Regions from separate parts of the Hordeum vulgare genome. Here region 2 is linked to region 1. The links are chromatin contacts, called in public Hi-C maps. All regions are on one chromosome and are shown on one strand. The core of a region is the stretch at or near the end of the contact, and the rest is flanking DNA. Distances in the headings are between cores, read along the strand shown. Region 1 overlaps LOC123442353 (xylan glycosyltransferase MUCI21-like). Region 2 holds the start of LOC123442362 (mannosylglycoprotein endo-beta-mannosidase).

What was found. A called contact is a pair of places that touch in the nucleus more often than the background predicts.
Region 2: a Hi-C map of seedling shows a contact between it and region 1, with 4 times the contacts expected there. The contact joins the promoter of LOC123442362 here to the enhancer-like site in region 1. A contact is called at or near these places in 1 of 6 Hi-C or Micro-C datasets (seedling) and 1 of 1 datasets of contacts at active chromatin or transcription factors (embryo).

Annotation. Positions count from the first base shown.
Region 1 is chr1H:424,395,313-424,398,817 of MorexV3_pseudomolecules_assembly, forward strand. All of the region lies in intron 3 of LOC123442353 (xylan glycosyltransferase MUCI21-like), which reads left to right. Among protein-coding and RNA genes, the nearest start is that of LOC123442353, 4.1 kb to the left of the region's middle. Within about 2 kb of position 1,914, at least 3 of the 3 cell types and tissues checked have open chromatin away from gene starts, as enhancers often do. A contact at or near this core is called in seedling, where this site is marked.
Region 2 is chr1H:424,616,050-424,619,554 of MorexV3_pseudomolecules_assembly, forward strand. It overlaps LOC123442362 (mannosylglycoprotein endo-beta-mannosidase), which reads right to left and starts at 1,516. Exons shown (of 11, transcript XM_045118382.1): 1 at 1,142-1,516; 2 at 784-922; 3 at 169-396; 4 at 1-3. The coding sequence starts at 1,317.

The DNA of each region.
Region 1 (3,505 bases), core at 664-3,163:
GGGAGGGAGCAGGACGGGCGGGGGAATCTCGCGGCGATGATGAGCGGCGAGATCATGGCGGAGATTGATGATTATCTTACGGGAAACGGGCAGGCAAAAGCCGGCTTTTGCAAAAGCGTTACCCAAAGAAAAGCGCACGGAACGGATGAGGGATGCGACGCCGATGCGCTCGGCGGACCGACGGATCGATGCTCCGCCGCCGATGCGAGGCCCTGCCGTTTTCGTGCGCGGGCTATGGAGCGTAACGTCCTCCGCCGGTAACTAACTGGCCGTACTTAACGGTGCCCCATTTACTACTCCCGCCCGTTCATTTTCCCTGCAGATAGGGGGCACGAAATGCTCGTGCACCATTGTCAATGCGCACCACTACTCCTATACTACTACTCCACTAAGTCGGAGTATATTACTACAAGTGGGATACAGGAGTTCACAGCCGCTGCATTCGAGCTTTGAACGAAAGCAGAGCAGAGCAGAGGGATCAATAATTAGTCAATAGATTTATAAAATCTTACTGTATTAGGTGAGATTTGTACGTCGATTATTTATATAGGGGGGCTCCACGAAGGAAGGCGCGGTAGAGTACCCACCTACACGTCCGGCTTGTGAAACCCAGTTGTAGTTGGTTCCAATTAATCTGGCCGACGCCCGGCGAGTACTGTAATGTGTTCACTCATTTATAGCCCCATAAAACCCCATGTACCGGCCTGTACGCTCGCAGGACATCCAGTGCAGTGCCGACTATACCAATCTCCCGCTGTTAGGCCAGATCTTTAGGTCTGCTGTACCCCTAACCTACTCCTAGTTACACTATTATTACAGGAGCCGAGCACGTTACTCGTGCAGTGCGTAATAGTAAACCGGCGTGTCAGGAAACAGAATTGGAGGTGCCGCCGCATGCGCGCATATAATAGCTCGATTGGATGGATCGGGCATGTAGAATCGTAGATGTAGGGGGCCGGGCGAGCGGGGCGTGTCTGTGCAAAAAGAATTACCTACCTCGTGTCGGGGCGCATGAACTTCCCTCGTTATCACAGAAAATAGTAGTACGAGTAGATTAGATTGAGTTTCTAAATTGAACTACTAGGCGTCAAGGTACGTGTCTCTGGGCATAGGGCATGTGCAAATGGGGCAGGGGCATTGGCGATTCGTGCCAGCGTCATATAATTTTCGCTTCTTTTACGCCCACATGCGCTGCCCAGTCTGGGTACTGCCTTGTATATTTACACCTGCTGGCCTGTCCTCTAGCGGCCAATAGGCGCGGCAGCATGAGGCATGCGTCTCCGGTATGTCGCCAATGGCATCTTCTTCATCTTCATTTCATCGCCTTGAATAATTGTAGATGTAGAAGCCATCGTGCGATATGAAAATACACTTACGTTTTGATACTAACGTCATAGGTATGAGCATTAATTAATTTCTTTGATAGATAGATTGCACGAAATAGTTGGCTGATTGAAGAGGATAGCACGGATATTTTGCAGAGAGCCGACCATGATAGAAGAGATCATTTAGTGGCATGGCGACAGTGGTGTTAGGCTCTTGGCTGCGTGAGGGGATATATCGATCGAAATGCTGGCCATAAGAGAGGATGTATCGGCCGTGGGTTTGACTGGGACATGTAGGGACTCGGAGGCGCCGGGCGGCCGCCAGCAGATCACCACCACAGTGCTATGCATCGCCTATGTCCTAATCGGCCGTCCCACCGGATGATTAGTTATTTGCTGCTGGCCGCCAGTTGACGGAGTGCTCTCGCGGATGTGCGTCGGCGGGTACCGCATTGCTGTCAGCCGATCGAGCAAAAGCATCACCACATCTCTTGTTTTTTGACACGCCGGGGTTGTGTGATGTGTGTGGGGGTGTGGAGTCGAGCGTGGGTGGAAGTGGAGGTGAGCTAAGCCGTGGGAGGGGAGGGACCATGTCCGAGAGAGAATATAGTTTAGTTTAACCAGACCACTACCCAAACGGCTTCGTGCTCCGTCATGCTTCCTCGCTATCTATTCGCCGTATGGTACGTGGTGTTGCCTCCACTCTCCAGTACAGCCCACGGCTGGGGTGACTTATGGATATGCCTCACGTAGTTAGGCCTTGGAGCTCTGCTTTTCGCTTCTTTTTTCTCTGTCTGGGTTCAGTGTTAGCAATGGATGCACTACTGGACTGGACAAGAGGAAAATAGATGGTTGGTAGCTGATCCAAAGCAAAAGAAGAGGAGTGCACAAGTAGAAGCCCGCGGTTTTTATCTATGCTATATAGTAGTACGTCTAAAGCAGAACGCAGAGTTGGACGAACGAAGCGAGAATCCATGTGATCTGAAGGTTGGGATTTTCTTTTTAAAGAAAAATCTATGAAGTAGTAACTGTGACCACCAAGACAAAGGCTCCAGATTTTAACCGGCAAAGGCCCTGGAACGAACTCTTTAATGAAAGGAGGCGATGACTTATTTGGTGTGCCGCAAAAGGCCTTTGAACGAGGCTAAAAAAGGGAAAGGACAAGGGTGAGTCTAGAGGCTACTAGGTAGTAGGGAGTAATTACAGGGTACGGCATTTACTTTGTGCAACCTCTCTGTCGGTGAGTTTGCGTCCCCAGGGTTTTGCGCACGTTACAACTAGTACAGTGTGTTGGATCTCAACGTTTAACACGCCACTTTATCCTATGTTATTATTCACTCAAGCTTAGTCTCTGAATTGCTGGTGTCATGTGTACCCCCAAGCTGGAGGAGTTGACGCTAGCTGGCTGACAATGAGGAGCGCTAGAGTTGACTTGGGGCGCGCGGCGCGCAATCGTGGCCACCGGCTTGGATCTTGGAGCAAAACTCCATCCATGTCCACCTTGTGTCGCGTCGCGGCTGGGCTGTGCCAATTCCAACTCCAACTCCGACTGGGCGTGGGGTTGCATTGCATCATCATTCTTCTTGTGAAATCTCACGTAGGTCGCGGATGGTTGGCTCCCGTCCCGTGGAATAACCCGTCGTGCGCCGGAGGCTACCGGGGCACGCAAAGGCATCGGAGGCCAGCTGTCCAATTTGTCCCCCGTTTAATAAAGGCCTGGCCAGTCAATCTTGGGTTGCGACGCGGAGATAGATGCATGCGATGGATGGATGGACCATTTGCGTGCGTAGCTGGATCGGGGAGGAATGCACATTCAAAAGGGGTTGCTGCTGTTTTCCATAGGCCGGTTGGTGATTGACATGCATAACCTATCACTAGCACTACCAGACCATGATTGATGTGTGCTGCTAGCTGCTGATCAGTAGTATAATTGATGATGTCTGCCTTATGACCAGTAGGTGGCCAGTCTGCGTACTCTCATTCTCAAGTATAGGTAGCTAGGGTTTATACGTACGTGATTGGAGTGTGCATTGTACTGTATATATACCACTTGTAGGCTTCACGGAAAGCGATTGGTTGGGTCGATGTCTTGAGCTGAAGACAGATTGAAAGACCACGACACTCGCCATCGCACGAGAAGCAGAAGTTTGCTCTTCTTCTTTGGCGAACGCGATGCGTCT
Region 2 (3,505 bases), core at 266-2,765, 220 kb after region 1:
AATCTGAAATGGACCATGTCGAAAGGTAAGATCATGCACATGCCATGAGCTGTCCCACTTAGCAACAATATTCCTTTTTAAAAAGTGTATCGAAGATGAAGTAGTTTGGAATTAACGCAACTATATGATCATGAGTCTTTGAAACCTTTTGCGAAAAATAATTGGTACCTCATGATCACCACCTTGACCTCCCTGAGGAGGAATCTTGCCAGGATGATCAGGAGGATGAACGAGGACAGCAAGCTGATTGCTACCCTCAGGATGAAGAACTTCAGTAATATCAAGGGTGTGCCTTCGGAACATTCCTTTTGGAAGTATCTCTTTGTGTCCATTTATGTACACTTCTGCTGAGTAGTTTACTCCACGGAAATTTAAACTCACGTGCTGGTTTGCTGCCTAAAGATGGAACGAAAACAGAAACACTTGATATGTTAAGCAGATATGCACTAATGTTCTAGAATGACAAGTGCATTTCATTCGGTGGAGTGCCAAAATTATAGTACCCCTCCAACAAGTCAAATCACACCAATTATGAGCAAAGTGCTAGTAGTTTGGATAAGGCAAAATGCAAGCATATCCCATAACCCCTTACACTGCTGTAATTTAAAGTGCAAAATGTGGCACAGTAAAGAGTAAAATGGACGTTATATCGTAGAGATAGTTCAACTGTTGCCACTAAACGACTGCCTAAAATAACTTTACTCCACTAGGATCATGCTACATTCCTTGTTAAGCAACTGCGTAATCAGCTAATCCACAGAGAATCAGCGTGGAGCTGCATACCGGAGCACACTGGAAGGTGGTGAAGAACCAGAATGTGTAGTAGTCCCTCCCGGAATCGGCGATGTCGATGATTGCCTCGTTGTTCAGCCCGTAGAAGGGGTCCGGAATCAACTTGTTTTTTAGAAGGGTCCCCAGCACGCTGCATTCAGAAGCATCCAAGGCCCTGAGTTTGCTAGTCAAGCAAGGACAGCGCCCCAAATAAACAAAGCTTGCGGTATTATTTTTAAACCCAGACCGTAGATACTCCTAGATTACTCCGTAGAAGAACAAATCCCCACGGATCACAACTACCGGCTGTGGCAGGCGTAGATATTATCGCGGAGGGAAATCGGCGGGGACGCCGAGGAGAAGCACGTACGTTCCGGGGACGGCGGCGTGCATCCACGGGGCGGCAACGGAGGCGTCCGGCGGGTGGGTGGTGGTGAGGTCGACGCCGGTGAGGGACACCTCGGTGGAGCGCGCGGCGAGCCAGCCAGTGTCGAGCACCAGCTTGCCCACGCTCGCCGCCGCCGCAGCAGCAGCCTCTGCCGACATCTCGCCGGATCGCTTGCTCGGGTGGATGCCGCGCTCCAAGCGGAAGAGGTGGGATGATGATGGAGCGTGCGGTGGCCCGCCGGCGGTGGGTTTTTGTTTTCGGCGGAGGCGGGGCCAGGGGCGGGTCACGGGTGCTGAGATGGGGCCGGGCGCAGAGGCAGTCACGCAAGCTGCCGGGAATCGGGAGAAGAGATGGGAAAGTGTGGGATCGGCTGAGCTCAATGCCTCCAGCTACGAAATGATTTTCGTTAAAAAAATACTCCCTCCGCTCCTAGGCACTTTTTTTTTGCGAGTAAGACTGGGGATCTAGGGAACTGGAGTACAATCCAGCCTACCCAAGTCCACAACTTCCGGGGACCAGGGCCTAACCAAACTACTGTTCTACCTTCAGTCCTAGCAAATTTAGCTGAACAATTGCTAACCATATTTTAATTACGATTGATATGAATAACACTAGTCGCACGAAGTGACATCAAATGTTCAATCTCATTCACCAAGGAGGCAAATATAGACCTATATGTATCTCTGTTCTTTTTTTGGGGGGAATCAGAGAGCTTTATTCATATAAATGCATTCTTGAAACAATCAACCAAGAGGATGAACAACAAGAAGCTAAGAGTTTTATCTAGTCAGTTGTCGGTCACATTCGATGTACAAATACGTTTTGCACATAGATGCGTCGTAAGGTTTGCTGACGTGCTGACGTGCTAAATAACAAAAGAGGTAAAAAATCAATAAGCTCTCCTATCTCTATTAGTAAAGGAGTCACAATTGAACGAGAACTGTGACGAGTGTTCGAGAGTGTTACCAACTCCATGCAATCAACTTCCATAATCACATGCAAGAACCCTCGAGGAGAAGCAAAACGGACGTCATCTCGCAAGGAAAGATCCTCCATGATCAAGGGGTCCGAGATCCCCAAGTGTGGCTTGCACCATGCGCCTAGGAGGGCCAAGGACGAGCGAGCAACTCCTCCGGCACCTCCCTTCCATCTGCCAAATCGAGGGCTCCATCCGTGGTGATTTTTACAAAACCATCGTGAGGCGGCCGCCACCCAAAGCCCGACAATACCAGCGCATCCTTGCATGGTAGATGAAGGAGCGCAATAGCCTCCTTCGTAGCTCTAATCGACGATGTGGGATCTCTCCCTTCTTCACCATGCTTGATACGATTCTTTGAATGACAAATAGACCACATAATGGTAGTGATCTTAGCACGATCGTCATCAGTAAATCTGGGATCACATATGATATATCACGCCCATGAGCTTGGATGAAGACGTAGTCCAAACCATGCAAATGCCTCCTCCCAAAAGCGTTGAGCATGTGGGCAATGAATTAGCACATGTTTCAGATCCTCATCCATAGCTAGACATACTTTGCATCGACGAAACTCTGCAATATGTCGGTAATTGAGAGTGGCCTCATGTGGAAGAATCTCGCGAAGAACTCTCCACCAGAAAACTCTCACTTTGGAATGACATTCATTTTCCACAAGGCTATCCACAAGTGTTGATCATCCTTTCAGGTCCCGACCATCCCTTCCTCTAGAGTAAATCACTCATTCTAAGTCACAAGAGCACGTTACGCCATCTTATAGTGTAGTTGTCAGATTTTTCAAATGCCCAAGCAAGCAAATCGTCGCCTGCTCACTGTCGAATAGGAATGTTAAGAATGGCCTCGGCATCCGGAGCAATGAAATTATCCCTGACCACATCCTATCTCCAAGACCAATTGGTTGTATCGATGAGGTCCGCCACCCGCTCGATGTTGGTGTTCGGTGGCCTAAAGAGAGGTGTCATGGATATTGTTCATGGAATCCATTTGTCGGTCCACATAGAGATGATGCTGTCATCTCCCACACGACAGATCAAGCCACTTCGTAGGGTGTCCCTCCCCGCCATGGTCGCCTTCCAAGTGGCGGAGACCGACTTGGGCGTAGTAGCATGCATGAAGTCCGTATCGGGGAAGTAACGTCCCTTCAGTACTCTTGCACATAGGGAGTTAAGGTTTGTCAAAAAACGCCACCCGTGCTTTCCCAGCATATCAAAATAAAACAGATGCGGGTCTGTGAAGCCCATCCCGCCCTTACACTTGGGTGTTGCCAACTCTTTCCAAGACACCCAATGTAGTGATTTTTTTGTCAAGAGAGCTACTCCAAAAATATTTAGGCATGGGAGAAGTTAGAC